Regions from separate parts of the Sus scrofa genome. Here regions 2, 3, 4 and 5 are each linked to region 1. A link is a contact called in public HiChIP or PLAC-seq data. All regions are on one chromosome and are shown on one strand. The core of a region is the stretch at or near the end of the contact, and the rest is flanking DNA. Distances in the headings are between cores, read along the strand shown.

The links. HiChIP or PLAC-seq counts read pairs in DNA pulled down with a chosen protein or histone mark.
Region 2: a contact with region 1 is called in an H3K27ac HiChIP or PLAC-seq map of skeletal muscle. The contact joins two enhancer-like sites. A contact is called at or near these places in 1 of 47 Hi-C or Micro-C datasets (psoas muscle) and 1 of 2 datasets of contacts at active chromatin or transcription factors (skeletal muscle).
Region 3: an H3K27ac HiChIP or PLAC-seq map of skeletal muscle shows a contact between it and region 1. The contact joins two enhancer-like sites. A contact is called at or near these places in 2 of 2 datasets of contacts at active chromatin or transcription factors (alveolar macrophages and skeletal muscle).
Region 4: an H3K27ac HiChIP or PLAC-seq map of skeletal muscle shows a contact between it and region 1, with 4 times the contacts expected there. The contact joins two enhancer-like sites. A contact is called at or near these places in 1 of 47 Hi-C or Micro-C datasets (skeletal muscle) and 2 of 2 datasets of contacts at active chromatin or transcription factors (alveolar macrophages and skeletal muscle).
Region 5: a contact with region 1 is called in an H3K27ac HiChIP or PLAC-seq map of skeletal muscle. The contact joins two enhancer-like sites. A contact is called at or near these places in 2 of 2 datasets of contacts at active chromatin or transcription factors (alveolar macrophages and skeletal muscle).

Annotation. Positions count from the first base shown.
Region 1 is chr16:46,143,177-46,147,538 of Sscrofa11.1, reverse strand. No RefSeq gene overlaps it. Among named protein-coding and RNA genes, the nearest start is that of PIK3R1, 290 kb to the left of the region's middle. Within about 2 kb of position 2,153, at least 8 of the 83 cell types and tissues checked have an H3K27ac peak or open chromatin away from gene starts, as enhancers often do. A contact at or near this core is called in skeletal muscle, where this site is marked.
Region 2 is chr16:45,642,690-45,647,051 of Sscrofa11.1, reverse strand. No RefSeq gene overlaps it. Among named protein-coding and RNA genes, the nearest start is that of CD180, 57 kb to the right of the region's middle. Within about 2 kb of position 1,746, at least 44 of the 83 cell types and tissues checked have an H3K27ac peak or open chromatin away from gene starts, as enhancers often do. A contact at or near this core is called in skeletal muscle, where this site is marked.
Region 3 is chr16:45,668,704-45,673,065 of Sscrofa11.1, reverse strand. No RefSeq gene overlaps it. Among named protein-coding and RNA genes, the nearest start is that of CD180, 83 kb to the right of the region's middle. Within about 2 kb of position 2,550, at least 14 of the 83 cell types and tissues checked have an H3K27ac peak or open chromatin away from gene starts, as enhancers often do. A contact at or near this core is called in skeletal muscle, where this site is marked.
Region 4 is chr16:46,471,654-46,476,015 of Sscrofa11.1, reverse strand. All of the region lies in intron 2 of PIK3R1 (phosphatidylinositol 3-kinase regulatory subunit alpha), which reads right to left. Among named protein-coding and RNA genes, the nearest start is that of PIK3R1, 39 kb to the right of the region's middle. Within about 2 kb of position 2,140, at least 7 of the 83 cell types and tissues checked have an H3K27ac peak or open chromatin away from gene starts, as enhancers often do. A contact at or near this core is called in skeletal muscle, where this site is marked.
Region 5 is chr16:46,410,145-46,414,506 of Sscrofa11.1, reverse strand. No RefSeq gene overlaps it. Among named protein-coding and RNA genes, the nearest start is that of PIK3R1, 22 kb to the left of the region's middle. Within about 2 kb of position 1,811, at least 31 of the 83 cell types and tissues checked have an H3K27ac peak or open chromatin away from gene starts, as enhancers often do. A contact at or near this core is called in skeletal muscle, where this site is marked.

The DNA of each region.
Region 1 (4,362 bases), core at 904-3,403:
CTAGGAGTTTTGTTTTAGCAGATGGAAACTATTACATTTAGAATGGATAAGCAATGAGGTCTTACTGTATAGCACATGGAACTATATCTATCCACTCTTCGGGGATAGACCAAGAAGAGAAATAATACATTTAAAAAAGAAAGAATATATATATGTATGACTGAGTCACTTTGTTGTATAGCAGAAATTAGCACAACATCATAAATCAATGATAATTTTTTTAAAAAAAGGATACATAGAGGATGAATAAGAATGAGGTCAAAATGGGCCCATTACCAGGCAAAGAAAACAGTAGGCACAAAGGCCCTGAGCAGGAAGTTGGTCAAGAAGGCAACTGGGAGCTGAGAGGAAGGGCACAACCAGATGACACTAGCCTCATCCTTCCTTAAAGTTGGAGTATTGCGCTCGTCTTGCTGGACTCAGTTTCCCAAGCTACACTATCTCCCAGGATATATTATTCTGATTTTATTTTGTTGTTCCCTTGAAATTCTGGGTCCTGGCTCTTTAATGTTCATGCATATTTATTTTGTGCCTTTTCCAAACATAGGTCTCAGGTCTCTTTATCCTCTCAGACAATCATTCTCAAAGTCTGATGGTCTCTGGACCAGTAGTATCAGCATCACCTGGAACTTGTGAGAAAGGAAAAAGGGGGAGGTGGGTACGACATTGGAAAGCTGGCCTGGTGCTCCCAGTGGGCCATGTTATTCCCCTACTGAACAGAAGCAATCTCACAGAACCACATGCAAGGTTACTCTGAGACCATGATAAAATGAGACAAAACAAGGCCATTTCATAAATTTATCTGAACACAGACAAAAACAAGGTCATCGTGCAAGCCCACAAGTTATTAAACATCCCCTCCCTTGGCCAAAATAAGCGTCTGCCATTTCTGTACCAATTACAGTTTATTCTCCTGTGAGTCTCTCCTCCTTAAAGATAAAACTTGTTGAGATAACCGCTCATAGAATTGCCTCTGTTCTCTGACAGCATCCAACTTAGAGCACACTCCCACCTGCTTAAAGCTCCCTTCAAATCACTGAACCGAAGCCCAAATCTTATATAGGATCTTTCCAACATCCTCTGACAGACACACCTATAGTTCCCCATGGCCTGTTCCCTTTCGCTGTGGGGAATAATCAATCCAACTTATTTAACCATAGGTGACTTCCTGGTGGTCTTTGGTTGAAGGGCATCGATACTTGGTTCCCACCCTAGATTTAATGAATCAGAAACTCTGGCAGTAGGGGTGAGGGGCAGGGAGTCCAACATCCTGGCTTTTAACAGGCTCTCCATGGGTTTGTGACGCCCACTCCAGCTTGAGATTCACTTCTCTAAGGCAATGGTTCCCACTCCTTGCCACCCACTAGAATACAGATGCCTAAATCTCCCAGAGTCCTGTTCAACTGGTCTGGAGTGGAGTCTAGAAATCTACATTTTTAAAAGCTCCCCAGAGACAGGTTAGGGGGTGGGGGGATATGCTGGGGTGTTTGGGATGATAATGCCATAAAATTGGATTGTGATGATTGTTGTACACCTATAAATGTAATAAAATTCTTTAAGTAATGAAAAACAAATAAATAAATAATAATAAAAGCTCCCAGATGATGCTGTTGAGTATCATCTGAGGAGGTGAAGTTGGGAACCACTGCTCTAAAACAGTGACGTTGGTGGGAGCACCACGGAAGGATAAGGTCTATTTGCAATGCATTCTTACTGGCAACAGCCTCTTGCTGCAGTTTACAAGCAGTTGCTGTGGGAGCCGGTTGTAATTCTGCCCCTAGCTATCCATGACATGCCACAGTGTCCTGCCAAAGAAGGTGAGAACTTTGTTGTGGGGGACTTTGCCTTGGTTCCTTAGTCACATATCAACAAACTTGCTAGCTGTATCTTCTGTGCTTAGTGACCTCCCTTGCTTCTTTGATTAGACAGACACTGCTCAGCCATACACACAGGATTATTGCATATAGTTACATCTCTCTCTCTGAGAGGCAGGCTAATGTAAGGGAATAATCACAGCCAATGCTTATCTTGTATTTAATTTGGTGCCAGTCATTAGGCTAACAATCTTTCAACTATCCCAATGAGGTAGATGCTATTATCATCCATGTTTCAGAGATGAGAAAACAGGTTTGGAGAGGCTAAGTAGCTACCCTAGTCCCAGCTGCTCAACTGACGGAGGCAGGTTTCAAAGGCAAGCCGTCTTGCTCCAGAATCCACACTTCTAACCACCCTAGCTTAGTTTCCTCTGTCTGCTTTCCCTCTGGCATCTCCTTTATCTTTGTCTTTGTTGTTTCTCCTCTCAGCATGATACTCCCCAGCTTTTGCGGGGTAGGGGTGGAGGTGGGGAGGGAAGGAAAGACTTCCAGGCAGGCTGAGGTGTCTGTCCTCTCAGGAACAACAAACTCCTCCGCTATACTCCTCCTCCCCCACTCGCCTCTCCACAGAAATATCCTCTGTCCACATCTGTAGAGTAAAAGGAAAGTGGTTCGCTTAGTGTTCAAACATATAGCACACATTCAAACAGCTGTCCTGGTACAGAAAGCCCTTTCAGCCCTTTAAAATGTTTTAACTGTTTCCTGCCCCCACAATTGGTGTGTTATATTAACATCATGGAACACTTTTGAATGAGACTGCCACTCATTTTATTTTTTTTAATGGCCACACCCATGGTACATGGAGTTCCTGGGCCAGGGTTCAGATCTGAGCCCTATGCCACGGCGGTGGCAACACAGGATCCTTTAACCCATTACACCAGGCCAGGGATCGAGGCCAGCCACTGCAGTAGGATTCCTTACCCCCTGGGCCACAGCAGGAACTCCAAGACATCCAGTTATTTACTCTTCTGGAACATGGTTTTTAGGCTCACTACCACATTTCTTTTTTAAATACTTTTGATCAGCTTCTGTCCTTATATCTTTCAGTTTTTCAGCTTCTGTCCTTATATCCTTATATCTTTCAGTTTCTCACCAGGGCACCAATGGATCCTTCATCATCTGAAGGACTTAGCTTTCCAGGAACATCATAACTTGGGATGAACCAAGGCCTCAAACTTAGTGATCCTCCGGCCATCTAATAATAAGACTCCTCATAGAATAGTGGTAAAAATTGACTTAACTATTTATATGACTTGGAAGAGTGCATGGCATGAACTATATTCCAAATTCTAATGTTAATTTTTATTTCATATTTAAACATCTTTGAAATCTGTTTGTGTCTTAGTAATGATGATTTAAATTAAAATTATAATTGACTTTTTTTGGTGTATCTTTCAATCTTAAGTTTGATGAAGTAAATTCTCAATAAACATTATTCTTCCTCCTCCTCTTCCTCCCACTCCTAATTTATATTCCAAGAGTCCCAGTCCTCATCTGGCATCTGAGTTTGAGAAATACACAAAGGTCCTTTCCCCAGGTTGCATGGTTCGGCTATCACTTTTTCCCATAAGCTGGGAGAATGATATTCACTGGTCATCTTATCACCTGTGAAGAGAAGGTAATTCTCACCCAGGTACCTGCATGTACCATAAAACTCTGCTATAAACTAGGGGTACACGATGCCCTAAAGCAGCACACAGAGCACAAAGACGACACAAAAACAAATAAGAACAGGTGACTGTACAACTGTTAGCAACATCTTGTATACCTCAACACAGAACTAGGAACTGCCTTTGCAACCTTAAAAAGCAAATCTAACTCTACAATGATTAAGATTTTTTTTTATGTAGAATGAGAAAATTGTCTATTTTATACTATATGGCAAAACTCAAACAGAATCCTGACTAGACCTCTTTAACTTCTTCAGATTACAACTTCAATTGCCAAATGTTATTTTCCTCACAATCCTTTTTCCATTACTTTCTCTAAGTTCTCTGGCTCCAACCCAAATCCTTCTCCAGGATGGATGCTATCCCCTCATTGTATTTCCATGCCTCCTCCCCACACATATGCACAAGTACACACACAAACACACACATCACCACCGCTGGATCTTTCTCTTTTCTTGTATAAAGACCTTTAGCTTTTTTTTTCTCAGTTTCTAAAAATTATTTACATCATTTCACCTATGAACTCTCTCCCTACCTTTCCACCTCCTTCATCATCCTTCTTCAATGCATCAGAGGCTTCTATATAATAATAATACTTTTCACCAGACACAAATGTGTGTGTTAGAGACAGAGAGACAGAGCCAATAGGCAAATACAAGATAATATAAGTGCTAATATGATAAACAGATACAGGATAACATGAAAGCAAAAGCAAAAAAGAGCTTCCCTTCACCTTGATCCCGGAAGAAAGACTGAGGCACTGCCATAGTTCTCTACATTGGGGCATGTCTGGAGACATTTCGGTTGTCACAATCAGA
Region 2 (4,362 bases), core at 497-2,996, 500 kb after region 1:
GGCCACTGTGGCAACAACCCAGACAAATTTAGGGCTTCACCTGACACCACAGACTGAAGTGCTTTGGGACTATTAAAGCAGAACGTAAATGAAGCCCATTCTCCACTGCCCCTTCAGATCAGTGGGCAGAACAATCTTACCTAGAGTCCAGAAAGTTACCTATTAGCCACTCCTGAGGCTCACAGCTCTTCTGAACCCCTGAAGGCTGTGCTGCCTCCCAGGTGAGGCTGCAGGCCTGTGACACAGGACTCCTCACCTACAACCGTTTCTCTCAGACCCCTGAGCCCTTAGGCCCCCTCAACTCTCTACTCCCTTCCATAGGGAACCCTCTTTTCCTCCCAGATTTTGTCCCTTGGCTTCACGCCATGTCCCCCGGGATGGAGCAGGAGAGGGAGTTTAGGGTCCACTTGGACAAAGGACAGAATGAAAGTATTTATTTCCACAGTGATCAAATCAATTTCCCAGTGAGAGTGGGTGCCTCAGTAACAATCTTCTCTTCTGTTCTGCTAAAAGGATCTCTCTTTTCTCCCCCTTTGAGCTACATTAATGACAAGTCTTCTGTGAGTTCCCAGGTGGCACAATGGATTAAGGATTGGGCATTGTCACTGCTGAGGCAGGGATTCAATCCCTGGCCCTGGGAACTTCTGCATGCCACAGGCCTGGCCAAAAAATTAAATGAGAAGGACACAGCTTCTTCTCTCTTCTTAGCTTGGTGGGTGCCATCCCCAGGAGATGAAAAGAAGCAAGGAACTCATTCTGCACATAAATACTTTCAATTTTACAGCAGCCTGCCTTATTTCAAGAAACTGAATGTCCGTCCGTGGAAAAAGGTCAGCCCTAAGAGAAGACCTCACCTCTTCCTAAAAGGTACCGCATGTGAACTCTTCAGGGAGACCTGTGTTTTTATCTTTAGGGTCCTGCTCTATCCTCTGTACAGCCAAATCCTCCTCTTACAGCTTGTGGACTGGCACCAGCCCAATAGAGAAAACTCAGTTCTTTTCTCCCTTAGCAAGCCCAATATGCTTCTTTAATAATTCTAGTGGTGCTCTGGTCAACTGTCCTAAGAGCCAAGAACAGGCTTGGTAGGGAGCAGGGGTGATGGGCAGGACAGACAAGCTGGCATCTGTGGACCAGGGGGAGCTGTGCATTGATTCCTTAATGAATTTGTTTAAGGGGGGAGATGAAATATGGGGCAGAGTCTGAGAAGACCGAGGGGGAGAGCTGGGGAAAGAGAGCAGATGTTGTAAAAGATACTCTTTCATGTTTCCTGTGCACTAGAAATCTGCAGATGTATGTTGGCAGGGCTACAGTCAGAGAACAGAGGGAGGCTGGAGTTTACACATCTGGAAATCATTTGGCAGAGGGCAGAGTTCAAAAGCTTTCTGCTTCAGCCGCTCACAGACCCTCCTTGATGCGCGGGCCGTGGCTGAGTGAGGGGCCACCATCCAGAGTCCCTCTGGCCCCCCTCCGGGGAAGCCCGACCTAGGCTGGTGGGTCTGCCTCTGTATCAGGTCAGTCACATGGAAAAGTTGAAATGCTGATAAAAAGAGAGAAGGAGGCGGGGAAGGAGGGGAGCAAAGCAGAGAACGCACCATAACTGAGAGAAGCCTGGCTGGAAATCAAGAAACAAAATGTACTTGGACCCAATCCAGTGCATGAGTTAACTTGAGAGCAAAGAACACCATTCAATGGAGGAAAAAAAAAGGCCTTCTCTGCTGCATGGTAACACCCAGGGATCATACTCACACCACATTGACTTTTCTCAGAAATCCCTATACATTGTGCCTTCACTGATTTCAGGAATGCGAAAGGCCCTCCTGATCCTGAGGGAATTACTCCCTTTGGAAGGATTTATGGGGTTCTGCAAAGAGAAAGAGCAGGGTTTCTGAGGGCCCGGTCACCACGCTCTGACCCAAAGCCTCTGCAGCCACTGTGAGACGAGGTCGTCCCTCCCAGAAGCGGGCAAGGTCAGTGTGGGTGCTCAGCTCCCCTCAGAGGAGGAACACATCTTCGGGGTGAACTTGGGTCCCAGCTCCAAGTTCCTGCCATACTCAGCCGTGCAGACACAGTGGTTGCAGCTGCTGTCAGGCTGTGCTTCGGGCTTCATGTAGCCTGTGTAGGAGGTGAACTCACAGGGAGTGGTAATGAGTTAAAGACTCTGGAGCTCACCCAGGTGGGTTCATGAGGCCCAAGACCTCAGAAGAATCAGAGTCCACCTGGGGAGGGAACAGAACACATGAAAAGCTAAGTAAGAAATACAGCCAAGGAGTTCCCATTGTGGTGCAGCAGAAACGAATCTGACTAGGAACCATGAGGCTGCGGGTTCGATCCCTGGCCTTGCTCAGTGGGTTAAGGATCTGGCAATGCCATGAGCTGTGTTGTAGGTTGCAGACGTGGCTCGGATCCTGCGTTGCTGTGGCTGTGGTGGAGGCCGGCAGCTGTAGCTCCGATTAGACCCCTAGTCTGGGAGCCTCCATATGCCACAGGTACAGCCCTGAAAAGACAAAAGAAAAAAAAAAAAATACAGCCAAATTAATAAATGCCAAGTGTGAGGTAAAACATGTTCAGACAGATGTCCACCCCCCAAGCCTGTTTAACTTCCTGTCCCCTCTCCCTTGATGGATATCTCTGCCACCCCTGCAGTTACCCAGGCCAGAAATGTTCACATCTCCCCCTCAACATGTATCCAATTTTTTTTTGTCTTTTTTTTTTTTTTTGCTTTTTCTGGGGCTCCTCCCGTGGCATATGGAGGTTCCCAGGCTAGGGGTCTAATCAAAGCTGTAGCCACCAGCCTACACCAGACCAAAGCAACGCCAGATCCGAGCCACGTCTGCAACGTACACCACAGCTCACAGCAATGCTGGATCCTTAACCCACTGAGCGATGTCAGGGATTGAACCCACAGCCTCATGGTTCCTAGTCAGATTTGTTAACCATTGAGCCACGATGGGAACTCCAACATGTATCCAATTTGGCCACAGGTTCTGTTCATGTTTTGAATGTGTCCACCTACCAATCCCACCACCCTCAGCATCTCCAGCCTAATCAATGCAGCAACCCCTCCCTGCCACCGATCTTATCGCCTGAATCCAACCTCTCAATTTTCTTTCTGAAAAATAAATCTGAGGGTGACACTCCTCTAAATGGTTCAATGGTTCCCCACAGCTTTCAGGACAAAGGACAGAATCTGGCTTTTATCCACTTTCAGAACCTCATCTTCAGTGGAGAGTGGGTAAATGTTTAACCACCAGGCCCCCAGATACACAATGTGTCATCTTATAGGACACGTTCCCCCTCGAACAATGAACTTCTTCCAACTTACTGGCCACGCCCCATTTTCTCCCTCACCTGGGCCTCTGCACATCTTTTTCTCTCTGTCCAGAAAGATTTTCTTTCTGCCTCACCAAGTCATCCTTCCAGATCTAACTCATCAAGGAATTCAACACATAGTAAGCAGAGTGGCCACCAAAATGCTGCCCTGTAATTGTGTGTTGGCCGGGGTGCAACTGTGCCAGGCACCTTTGAGAACAGGCAGTACTTTTATCTTTGCATGCACACTGCCTTTCATGCTTCCTGGCATAAAGTAGTTTTTCCATAATTATTTAATTAAAGAATGTAAATGGTGCTAGTTCTTAATTTACTCCTTACACTTTATCCTCTTGTAAAAAGACTCAAAATTGTGAATACATGCTAGAAGCCTTCCACAGACATGGAGCTCTGGTAAGTACATAGGAACCAAAGTCAGAATAGCCAGAGAACACTGCTTGGAGTAGAGTTGCCAAAATTAGCAAATTAACATACAGGATGCCTAGTAAAATTTGAATTTTAGACAAGCAATAATTTTTTTATTATGTCCTAGGCAATATTAGAGAAATAGAGTGAAAACATATTTGCTTATCTGAAATGCGTTTTGAACTGTGCATCCTGTATTTTATCTGACAAGCCTATCTTTGAGGAGGCTGCATTGGAGCAAGAGCCTGATGGATGAGTCAGAGAGAGCAAGAGAAGGGGGACTGGTTTTTCTCATGGGAGACTGGTGGGAGGAGCCATAAGCAAAGCTCATGGAGAACTGGGACCTGCAAGGACTCTTCAGACTGGTCTCATCAGAGCACAAAAGATGAGAGGCTGAATAAGAGGAGAATGCTGAGACTAAAACTGAAATTGAAGTGACCAGAGAGAAGATCAGTACAATTATTCAGACATGTGTTCAGAGTTCACAAGTCCTGAACTGGCCCAGAGGTAACTGGAAGAAAGGACAGGAAGAAACAGCAGATTTATAAATGTGGGGGGGGGGGGATCTACTGAATCCTCAAACAAGGGCCAAAGCCAGGTTAGAAGGGGCAGGCAGAGGAGGCTGAGCTT
Region 3 (4,362 bases), core at 1,301-3,800, 470 kb after region 1:
AAAGACACAGAAAATTCTCACTCATGCTTTCCCAACTTATCCAGAGCAGATGCAAGCTAACCCTTAACAGCCCTAGCAACTTCTTTTTCAGCTCACTTCACCCTGTGCCTTAGAATTGGACAAGGTCAGGTGCTGCTTCGGGGAAACAGTTTTCCCACACTTGAGGCAAAGTAAAGTTGTGAATGATATCTAATGGAGAGCAGTTGGTAATATAGACAGAATTACCTCCCCACGCCCACAGCCCTCCTCCTATTAAGAAGCCTGTGCTCTGTCTGTGACCATCCCTGCATCATGCATCACACTGTGAAGGTCACACTCAGGGCAGAAGACACAATTCTCAGAATATTCAGTAATCCCCTGCTGGGCGGGGCCAAATCCTGGGAACAAGAAATCTAAAGGAACAAAAATTATGTTGAAAGTGTTTTGAAACAGTGAATTTTGTGTATGTCGAACAGAGGGTCATTTGATTTCATTTTGTTTTCTAAAATGCTCGTGGGCAGAATGGTCTGACGTGCCACTTCTGTGGGTGTTGCCAACAAGTTCACCCAGTATGAAATTCTACCCCAGGAACTCTCCCCTTCGAAAAGAACACATTCCTCCACCTCTACCTCCTTCTGCGTGTGCAGACTTAATAATTCAGCAGCAGATGTTCCTTTACCAGAGGGAAAGGGTATCCTGAGGGTATTAAAAGGTTCACCTGCCAAAGATCACTCTCCATTTAGCTTTTCTTTTTTTTTTTTTTTTTTGTCTTTTGTCTTTTTTGTTGTTGTTTTGTTGTTGTTGTTGTTGTTGTTGCTATTTCTTGGGCCGCTCCTGCAGCATATGGAGGTTCCCAGGCTAGGGGTTGAATCCGGCCTACGCCAGAGCCACAGCAACGCGGGATCCGAGCCGCGTCTGCAACCTACACCACAGCTCACGGCAACGCCGGATTGTTAACCCACTGAGCAAGGGCAGGGACCGAACCCGCAACCTCATGGTTCCTAGTCAGATTCGTTAACCACTGCGCCACGACGGGAACTCCTCCATTTAGCTTTTCAGTTACAGTCAGTGGTTTAGGGACTGGAATGGGATGGCAAATGGGCATATCTGGGTGGAGGGCTGGAGCGAGAGTGAAAGGCACCCCACAGCACAGATGTTGAGCCAAAACCTGCTTGGGCTTCACAATGGGGCTGTGACCCTCGGGGGTGGGATGAACAGGCAAGATCAGGAACTGGGGAGATTAGACGGACTTAAGATTCATTCCTTAATTATTTTTCCCCCAAAAGCCCAGCCGAGACTAGGAAACAAGTATGGACCAGAACATGTATCTCCAACTGTCCTCACATTACCATGAAAACGTAATAGATTTAGAGAATCACAGCTTCCCCCCCCAAGAGAATATACCAGAATAACCTTAGAATCACTGATGTGTAACAGCATATTCAAAGATTAAGGTGTTTAGGTATCCAGTTCAGGAGTTCTTAACATTTGGAAAACCAAAGACTGCTTTAGGGAATATGACCAAAGCAATGAGCTTCCCCAGAAAAATGCCCATAGCATAAAGATATATACATACTGCAAACTATTCTGGATGGTTCAAAGACCCTTGAAGCCCTCTGGATCATGAGCAAGAGACATCTAACCTAGCCATCTCCCACTTTCCTACCCCATTATGAAATGAGAAAGCAGAGGGCTCAATGGGTAGAACACTCTCTAGTTTTGAAAAGCCAAGGTTGAGGCGGAGCCAAAGCTAGTTACATTTACCTCAATTCCTAAAGCAGGATTTTTTTCTACTGCTTTGTAAATCAAAGACATTTCCATCCTTTTTATTTATATTTTAGCTCCAAGATACATGAAAATCAGTGTCTTCTGTTGCCACTCAACAAGAGCATGCTTATTTTACATACAGATTGATTTTTTTTTTTTTAATTCTGGGAAAGGAAGGTTCTAATGAGAGCTACCTGGATACTCTTAAAGTGAGCATCCCACTTATCCCCATCAGGCTCCTCCTGGGGGTAACAGTCTGTACTCAAATCATCCACCACAGGCCCTGCTGGCTGGACATCTCTGTGAAGCAGTTTCATCTTAGTCTCATTAGTGTTCAGCTGAGAACTTTGTCCCCCTTTCCCCCTCTCTATTCAGAACATGGGCTGCTGTTCTTTCCAAATCAAGGGCAAACCTTCCAAGTTGTCATGGGGCCAAACTCCCAGCTCGCCCCTGACTCATAAATCCTCCTGAAATCCAGGCCCAATGCTGTATTTGTGAAGGGGCCCTTTAGACAATAAAGCAGAAGTTTGGGTGGGTTCTCATAGAACTTCAGAGTATGTAATATATCTTTATCACTTGGCTAAGGCTGCTAATTAAAAGTTACTCTGGACCAATATTATTTGGATCCCTTTCTTCCTTCACTTTGCAAGAGAAAGGACTAGTCCTCAGAGAGGCAAAGATTCTAGGAAAAAGTAGAACACTGGTTGCATAAAAACTTTTTTAACCAAGTATGTGGAATGCTAATCTTTCCAAAACTGGTCATTATCTGGGGGTGCCGTAGTCATTGCTTAATGGGAGAGGCCGCACGGAACAAAAAATGCAGGTCCTTGGGACACTGCTGGGCCTGTCCCAAGGAGGGGAGGCCCTGGTGCCAGGTCAGATCAGTCCAGGCCATCAAGGGTGACAATCTTAAGCCTTTGCTGTGACATCCAAATCTGTGCTCATTGCATCTGCCCTCTCCCACAAAGGCTTTTAAGACACACACAGCAGAGCCACATTTAGGGCCCCTTATGAACCACATGTTAAACCCCAAAGTCTGATTTGGCTTCCAAAGGTCATTTCAATGCAGGAAGCTGTAGGAAATGTTCCCATCCTTATTATCCCAGAGCTGCTTGAAGTCCAGCACACTCTGGGATCATCCCATTTCTCACATGGGAGGAGCAGCAGATATCTTGGACCTGGGGCAGAGCTGCCCACGGGAGGGCCTCACCAGCCACAGAGGGGAGAGGAGCTGGTGTGGTTCCTCTGCATGGAGGCCTGATAGTGTGCACTGGAAAGGCTCCTGGCGTTGCTGGCCCTGGCTTCGCTTTCCAGAGCTTGCTCTAAGCTGACTATAACCTTGCCAAGAAGAATCTCAAGATCTAATCCTCAACTCAACAATAGCTTGGTCTTCTTAAAGATCAAGTCTGCCCCTCTCACCTTCCCACACTCCCTGGGTGACTGTCTCCATCAGTCCCACTAGGTTCAGGATCCTGGATCATCCACCTCTGCCCCTTCTCTTCCAGTGTGTTGACAGCATAAATTGTATGAACTACTCAGGATCTTTCCATTTTTAAGAGTCCATTTTTGGCACTTTTACTTCTAGATATACAGCCAAAAGCATTGCATTGAAAGCAGGGACTCAAAGAAATATTTGTATATGGCAGCGTTATTCACAATGGCCGAAAGATGGAAGCAATCACAGTCTGAAGTAGATGGATGGATAAGCAAAATATGACATACACAGACAATGGAGTACTATTTTATCTTAAAAAGAAATGAAGTTCAGACACAAGCTACAACATGGATGAGCCCTGTCAACATTATGCTAAGTGAAATAAGCCAAGCACAAAGGGACAGATAATGTATGCTTCCATTTGTGTGCATTACCTAGAGTATAAAAATTCATAGAGATGAAAAGTATAATGGTGGTTGCCAGGGGCTGGGAGGACAGGGAATGGAGCGTTGTTGTGTGATGGGTACGGAGTTTCAGTTTGGAAAGATGAAAAAGTTCTGGAGGTGGATGGTAGTGATGGTTGCACGTTTTGAATATATTAATGTCTTTGAACTAAACACTTTAAAATGGTTAAAAGGATAAATTTTATGCTATATATATTTCACCACCATTTTTTTAAATGTTAAGAGTCCATATTTGGAAGCAAAATAAAACATTACAAAAAATAACCTAGAATGTCAGCTCTTTGGAGCATATATGCTTTAGGCAATGCTATTGAAATTGAGCACAGAAGTCATTTCAGAGGCTGCCCTTCACTTTTTCACCCCCCTGTTGTACCTCAGCACCTACCCTCAAGTTGCTGGTGGCTCCTGGAGGCCAGGGAGATAGAGCACCCCTGCAAGCCCTGGAAGATGTCATCTTTCCTATGTGTCTCTGCTGAGATGATAAGTATTCACAGCGTGATACTCTGAAAAAGAATTACATAAAAGCAATTTTCCTCGGTGCTATTTCTGGACCTTGTATGAGTCACTCCCTGCCTTCTGAAGTGCTTGCATTGCTAATGAAGGCTTTCAATGCACAATACAGCTAGAATCCTTCAAAATTCTATTGAGATAGAGAATAAAAAAAAAAAAGTTTGCTGTTTCATTCTTATGTTCATCTTGAAGGGTTAGAAACAACTA
Region 4 (4,362 bases), core at 891-3,390, 330 kb before region 1:
TGTTTCTATACAACACTAACGAGTGAGTCCTTCCTTCCACATCTGTGGTATGGAAAAATCTTTATCCGACAAAAATTTTGAGAGTACTGAGAAGTGAGTACTTTGCAAATCAGGGGCTGAAATAATTCTTTGTTACTTTTAGAATATCAGCTGCTGTTAAATTTCATCCCCCACGTAGAGATCTCAGAAGCTAAGCAGTAAAACGCTTTTGCCAGAGACCAACGTTCCATCCTAGATTTATTTCCCTTGAAGGATTTCTCTCCCAGGCACTTACAGCCTTAGAGCAGCATCACATCCCTTTGCCATGCAAATTGGGGCCCACCTCGTGTCAACCAGGGACAAAGGCTAGAGAAAGATTTGGAGGTTACCCAGTGGAAAATTCAGGAATAAGATTCTAGAATCTCAGGAAACCCTAATTTAATTTAAGATACTGCTTCATTTGCCTCATTGAAAAAAAGAAAGACTGTACTTATGCAATCTACTTCCCTCAATTATATAAAGGTTTTTTTTTTTTTTTTTTTTGGTTTGGTTTTGTTTTTTGGCCCTGCCTACAGTATTGGGAAGCTCCTGGACCAGGGATTCAACCAGCACCATAGCAGCGATTTGTGCCACTGCAGTGCCAACTCTGGATCCTTGACTCGAGAAGCCACATGGGAGCGCCTATAAAGTTTTAAGACCAAACCAAACCAAACAAACCATGATTGATTATAACATACAGCTAAGTATTTCCAAAGGCATCTTTCCCCACATTAAAATTGTACAAAGTGACAGGTGATGACTAACTCAAACAATTATTCAGTCTATTCAGACCAGCACCAAGGTAAGAATGACTTAAATATTAAACCAATGTTCAGGAACATACCCTAACCCTATCCTTAGAATTCCTGTTTTTTTGAATTGAAGACTTTCACTAATGCAAAGTCTTTGTAAAGAGATCCTTTTGGGTAAAGGTCTAAGACAAAAATACCTTAAGATGGTTTTTCTCTACAAAGAGATTTCAGTGTCCCAACACAAGCACATCATTCGACCTCTTTGGAATTTTTTTTTCCTTTTCCATTTGGATGAGATGATCCCTGTGGTCCTCATTCCACTCAAAATTCTGTTCAGTAAACTCTCAGTTTTCCACCATAACAGGAGAGGACAAGAGAAGGGACCACACACAACATTGAAACATCAGGGCAAGTTTACGTTCACAGTGAGGGGGGGGTGCAGATCCTTCTGGGGTCAGGAACGGATCTCTCCTGGTCTACTTCCTGTCTGCCCACAGAGCCAGAGGACAGGGCATGCACAGAGCCCTCCTTGCACGTTTGTGCTGACGCAGTCTGGGGTTCGACTGCTTTACAAAACATCCAAGTGTGCAGGCTCCTATCATTCCCTTGCCACATTTATGACCAAATGACAAACGTTTCAAAATTACTCAAGATTTGCCAAGGTTATAAAAATATGAAAGGGGGGGGCAGATGCATGGGAAAATAAAAAGAAGACATTTAATAGCTCTTTCTTGGAATGGCTATGGATGGGTTTACAGTTCATTGTTTTCAGTCATTCCTCTGACTAAATACACTTTCCACCTGCTTCGTCAAGGGCTAAGAGAAGACGACTAAAGCATGGTCTGTATGAAGCATGCATTTCATTTACCATAAAGAGCTCGAACAAGGCAAATGTGTGCAGCTGGAACTAACGTGCACCACATTTCGCCAATCCCCCAGCCCCTGAGATCTCCGCAAACACCTCCGTAAGTCCCAGCTGTTTTCAGTTAAGAACTGACGTCTGGAGCAGCCTGCCTCCTTTACTGAATGATTGTTTTATCTAAAATAGGATTCTGAACACCTTTTTTAAAATTAAGGACTAGATCCATTTATTTTCAAGTCAAATAAATGACCCAAAGACGAATTTAAGTTTAACTCTTCTAAAAACAGTTAATATTTCACATTGAATGTGCTCCTGAGGCCAGAGGAAATGTTCTTTCCCTTCCGAAAATTTCTCGCCAAGCGCTAACAAGCCCAGTTTCTTCCCAAGAATATTTGTTTTCTATTTCTCTGAGTCGAGTTTTTTTTTAAAGGGCTGGAAGCTTTCACAAGACAAAATAATTCCATTTGCTAGTTGGCTCTTCCTCGGAGTCCTGCTCGAATCCTATGGGACCCATAAATCCTTGCCTGAAATGTAGGATAAGTGTCATGAAACATACTTGGGAACTGGGAAACCACAGCTCAAAGCAGCAACCCAAAGATAGAAGCAAAGACCTGCTTCGAATTAAAACTGTAACAAGCGGACATACCACTGACCATTAATTCTTCAGCCAAGGAGACATAAACACTCAAGGAAAAAGTATGCACAGTATCACTAATTTGGGAGGAAGACAGCAATGCAGATAATAATTAGTACTGCTATGAAGACCAGACAAGGTAAATCAACTCACGTTCACCCTGAATTACTTAAGCCAGACATAGAGTCAATTTTCCCCACCATACACTAGGTCAGGTATTTAGTGGGGAAAAAAACTCAAGCAGAAGCAACAGAGAGGTAGAAGCTCAGGGAGGGAGGGAGAAATGAGGTAGACTGTACAGCTACTGTGCTGTCTAGGCAGCTGCCGCTGGATGGAAGTGGAGTGTCATAGAGGTAAGAATTGCTAAGAGTTAGGATGGGTCATTCAGCACCTCCACCACGCTCTGCCCCAGTAACTCAAGGCTTCAGGACCTAAAAAGGAGCTCCTCTCCACAGAAAGGCTGAGGACCTCTGATCTAGGAAACCTCTGCTCTGATCATCAGCAAGTCCTTTGAAAAATACTGATTTACTAGGTTGTGATGATCATCATACAACTGTAACTGTAATAACATTTACTGAGTAATAAAAAAAAAGAAAAATACTGATTTACGATAGTATAGAATCAGGGAATGAAACAAATCAAAACTTCTAAATAACTTCTAGGAAACTCACTGGCAAAAAAACCCCAATAACCCAATTGAAAAATGGGCAGAAGACCTGAACAGACATTTCTCCAAAGAAGATATATAGATGGCAAACAGGCACATGAAAAAATGCTCAACATCAGTAATTATTAGAGAAATGCAAATCAAAACTACAATGAGGTTACCACCTCACACCAGATAGAAATGCCATCGTTAACGAGTCAACAAATAAATGCTGGAGAGGGTGTGGAGAAAAGGGAACCCTCCTACACTGTTGGTGGGAATGTAAATTGGTACAACCACTATGGAAAACAGTATGGAGGTACCTTAGGAAACTATATGGAAAACAGTATGGAGGTACCTTAGGAAACTATATGGAAAACAGTATGGAGGTACCTTAGGAAACTATATGGAAAACAGAATGGAGGTACCTTAGGAAACTATATGGAAAACAGTATGGAGGTACCTTAGGAAACTATATGGAAAACTACCATATGACCTAGCAATCCCACTCTTGAGGATATATCCAGACAAAACTTTCCTTGAAAAAGACATATGCACCCATATGTTCACTGCAGCACTATTCACAATAGTCCAGACATGGAAACAACTTAAATGTCCATCGACAGATGAATGGATTAAGAAGATGTGTTATACATACACAATGGACTACTACTCAGCCATAAAAAAGAACAAAATCATGCCATCTGCAGCAACATGGATGCAACTAGAGTCTCTCATACTGAGTGAAGTAAGTCAGGAAGAAAATGACAAATACCATAAGATATCACTTATATCTGGAATCTAACACACGGCACAAATGAACCTTTCTACAGAAAAGAAACAAACTCATGGTTATGAGGAACAGACCTGTGGTTGCCAAGAGGGAGGTGCAAGGGAGTGGATAGACTGGGAGCTTGGGGTTAGTAGATGCAGTTATTACCTTTGGAGTGGATAAGCAATGAGATCCTGCTGTATAGCAAGGGGAAATAAAATATTTAACCACTTGTGATGGAACATGATGGAGGATAATGTGAGAAAAAAAAATATATATATATATATTTATATATATAAAACTGGGTCACTCTGCTGTACAGCAGAAATTGACAGAACATTGTAAATCAACTATAAAAATAAAAATAAATAATTTCTAGGATTTTGAAATTCAGAAAATACTCTCTCTCTCCCCACCCCTCCCCTCAGTTGAAACATTATCATCTCAAGCCCAGTACAGCAAATTGAAACCACATTTTATTCTACTTTTTCTTGTTAACTTGATGGCTTCACCACACTTTTAAATGCTACACACTCCCCTCCCTCAGCATTTGATCCCCCTTTTTTTTTTTTTTTTGTGAAATCAGTAATCACACCAGCGACAAGGTTTGCTTTCAGTATGTTATCTGCCAATTTAAACAGCATCTCCTAAGGCAACAGAATAATGAAAGACACATGT
Region 5 (4,362 bases), core at 562-3,061, 270 kb before region 1:
TGCTCTTCATTTCAACATGTCTTTTCCTCTTACTCTTTGTGATTTTCACTTGATCCTTTTGAGTTTTGATTCCAAAGTTCTTAAGAGACAGAGATCCTATTGGCTGGTGCAAGACCATAGCAGTTGTGTGTGTGTGTGTGTGTGTGTGTGAGAGAGAGAGAGAGAGAGAGAGGGAGAGGGAGAGGGAGAGGGAGAGGGAGAGGGAGAGGGAGGAGAGGGAGAGGGAGAGGGAGAGGGAGAGGGAGAGGGAGAGCGCTGAGTCACTGTCTCCCATTTCTGGCTTCGCTTCTCACATCCACAACCCATGTGCTCTACTTCCATTTTTTCCTCTCATTCCTGTTCCAAGCACATCTGAAGGTGAGAAAACTTTGTCTTACTACTGTATTTGCACTTGCCAAATACTATGCTGAATCCAGCTGCAATTCTTAAATTATTCTGGAGAAAGTGGTATATAGCTAGTGAGAAATAAATTTTCTTGCAATCTCTAGCTATAAAAATCTTGTTCTATTTTTTTTGTTAAAGTATGGCATGGTATAAGTAAAAGACTGTTTTGAACTTTTTTTGGCATTGAGAAACATAGGATAAAAATATTCCACAGTCATTACAAGTTGTTCTTTTAAGAATATCTAATGGTATGGGGAATGGTCATGAGTTCAAAAAAAAAAAAAAAAAAAGCCCACAGTATAAAGCTAAATAGAATTGGATTCCATTTACATGTGCTAAAAATTACTTTTTTATTTCTCTGCGTGTATGTATTAAGATTGCAAGGAAATATATAAAAACACTAACAAATTCTAATTCAAAGACATGGGACTAATATTTTCTTCTTTATGCTTCTTTTCTCCACTTCTCAATTTACCACCATAATAATATACTTTTTTATAATCAGAGAAAACAAAATCCTGACATGTTTTTTAAAGAAAAAAAAAAAACTCAAAAAGTTAAAACAGAGAATAGACTTGAACATTTAAAAGAAAATATATGTTAGGTATTGTATCCTGGGTAAAGGAGAGAGGCAAAGGAGCTTTCTTACTATAGAATTTTTTTTTTTTTTTTTTTTTGGCTTGGTGTGGAGTGACTTGAAGTGGGATCTCACTTCCCAGACCAGGGACTGAACCTGGGCTGCTTCATTGAAAGCTTTGAGTCCTAATCACTAGACCACCAGGGAACTCCCTGTAGTATTTTTTTTTTAATGAATGTCTAAATTCTCCAGAATGGAGGACAGTGTAATAAGGTCCCAAATATCCATCCCTCAGCTTCCCCCATCAACTGCACTTCTTTCCCCTCCCTGCTTTTTTTCAGAGCAGTTTTTGAAAGGATTCAAGTTATCCTCTAATTTGTTTGGATAGATTTTATTTTCTCTAGCTTGGCTTTTCCCTTTGGGGATGGCTCACAAAGCCTCAGAGCTTCTGAACGCACTCTGACGTGAGGGAGCAGCTTGAGTCCTCAAGTATGTGTCCCGCCTGGAGACGAAGCCCATTGAAGTCCCTGAGAGCAAACAGCTCTGAAAAGCAAAGCGATCTGGTATTTACTCAACTTTACTTCTGTCCGGTGGGTCAGAGAACAGACTCCAGTGTCCAGGATAAAGCCGGGCCTGGCCGGGTCTTGGCAGCTCAAACCGCCCCATTGTGATTCAAGATTCGGGGTGTAAACACATGCAGTGTTTAACCACCGCCAGTCCTCTTTGAATGTTTGATAGCCGTGACTGGGGCTCAGGAAGAACACAGTAGTGACTTCTTCACTGGAGCTGAGGCTGAGGCTTTATGTAGTGTTTGGGCAAACGGCACCGGCAGCTGCAAGCCCTCAATGGGTGCTTTCTAGTTGCTGAGTGGGCTGTGCTGCGTTGCTGGGAGCCGAGGTCCGGAGCTGCCCCTGGGCTGGATGGGGGGAGGAGGAGGCGGCCAGCCGCAGCCTGGGCCACCCCTTCTCGGTGACAGGTGCTGAGGGACAGGAGAAGGAGCCCCTCCCTACTGGCTCCCAAGCCTGGGCTCAGTGTCTGCCACTGACTGCCATTTTTATTGGGTTTTTGTTTCAGGAACACACACAGGACCTTGGCAGGCAGAGATGTACCCTGTGGCTTGGTCTTTCTCTGCTCAGCTAGTGGTGATGAAAACAGTAACAAAGACCCTGACTTTGCTAAATGACCAAGACTCACTCAGATAACAAGCCAGTACAGTTGCTGGCAGAGAGCCTTCTAGACGCTTGATGCAGTGTGACCTACTGGAGTGAGAAGGAGAATTGGAAGGGGAGGGCTCTCAGTTACATTTTGGTCCAATTAAAGGATACTATTATCTCCTCCTGATGTGGACTGATGATCCTGTTTATCATTAACTATCATCTACTGAGAACTTTTATGTGCCAGGTACTGAACTAGGTATTGCATGTTCATTGTCTTACCATAATCCTGCAATTTCGTTGTTGTTGTTGTTTTTTTTTTTTAACAAAGGAGAAAACTGAGTTTCAGAAAGGTTAACTCATTTGTTCAATAGTGTTACGCAGCTTATAAACGGTACAGTCAGAAATCCAATCTTGGTATGACTATAAAATAACTTATACCCTTTCTGGGAGAAACACATAGCTTATGCCCTGTAAATTTGATATTTAAAGTGCCAGGTGACTGTGGCCTAGAAAAGGCGATTTGGCCATGGGAATACAGAGTAAGTCAATAATTTATATTCAGAACAATGTCTACTCTTTTCGTTACAGAGAATTCCAGGAAAACTCAGATGAGGTAGATTCATAAGGCAGAAAAATCCCTTCTTGGGAGTTCCCGTCATGGATCAGCAGTTAACGAACCTGACTAGTAACGAACCTGACTAGTATCCATGAGGTTTGATCCTTGGCCTCACTCAGTGGATTAAAGATCCAGCATTGCCATGAGCTGTGGTGCAGCTCTCACACGTAGCTGGGATCTGGCATAGCTGTGGTGTAGGCCAGCGGCTACAGCTCTAATTTGACCCCTAGCCTGGGAACGTCCATATGCCACAGGTGTGGCCCTAAAAAGACCAAAAAAAGAAAAAAAAAATCGCTTCTTAATACTGAGGGAGTAAGAACCCTGCCTCCTACCTCCCCTAACCCCCAGTCTGGGCCTGGCGAGCCTACAAGAAAAAATTTAATGTCACTGTTCTTATTTTAAATAATTACTCCTGAATTTTTAAATGAAAAACAAGAGGTCAGTTATAAGAGCAATTTAAAATTTGCAGAAAAAATTTAGAAGACGGTAGAGAGTTCCCATATACCTCACCGACCAGTTTCCACTATTAACATCTAATAGTGCACATTTGTTATTAATGAACTGATATCAAAACATTATTAACTAAAGTCCAGTTTATTCAGACTTCCTTCATTTATTTTTTTCTTTTTTGGGTTGCACCTGAGGCATATGGAAGTTCCCAGGCTAGGGGTGGAATCAGAGCTGCAGTTGCCAGCCTACGCCACAGCCACAGCCATGCCAGATCTGAGTTCACGTCTGCAACCTACACCACAGCTCATCGCAATGCCAGATCTTTAACCCACTGAGTGACACCAGGGATTGAACGTGCATCCTCATGGATACTAGCTGAGTTCTTGACCTGCTGAGCCACAACAGAACTCCCATAGTCTTCCTTGATTTGTATCTACTGTCCTTTTCCCATACCAGGATCCCATCTAGGATGCCACATTACATTTAGTTGTCATGTCTCCTTAGGCTTCTCTTGGCTGTGAGAGTTTCTCAGACTTTTGTTGGTTTCAGTGACCTTGACAGTTTTGAGGTGTACTAGTGATTTTTAAGAGGTAAGAGAATGCCCATCCCTGGGGAGAGGTCTGTTGTTTTTCTCATGATTAGATTACAGCAGTAGGTTTTGGGCTAGAGGACCTCAGATGTAAAGTGCCATTTCATCATATCATATCAATCAAGGGTATGTACTATCAACATGACCTATGACTGTTGATGTTGACCTTGATCACCTGGCTGAGGGAGTGTTTGGCAGATTTCCCCAAAGGAAAGTTACCTTTCCCCCTACCCTCTTTTTACTATTTTCTTTCAAAGTCACTATGCACAGCCCACAGCTAAGTTGGGTACTTGGTGACTTTTAAAATAATCTTCATTGTCTCCCATCTCTCAAAGTCATTTCTTCTTCCTTAGCCTGATTTAATACCATTCATGTTAATTAACCTCTTCACCTCTGTTTCCACTCTCCAAATCATAACTATCAAATCACAGACTTTCAGAGCTCAGAGAGTGTAAAGTGCACTAGCCTGTTTGTGATTAGGTTATGTGATAGCCAGATGAAGTAGAAATGCATATACGGCTTGAAAGAATTTCATATTTAAATGTTCACTGAAAGCAAGGAAGCCTTCATCACGAGATATTCAGAGAAT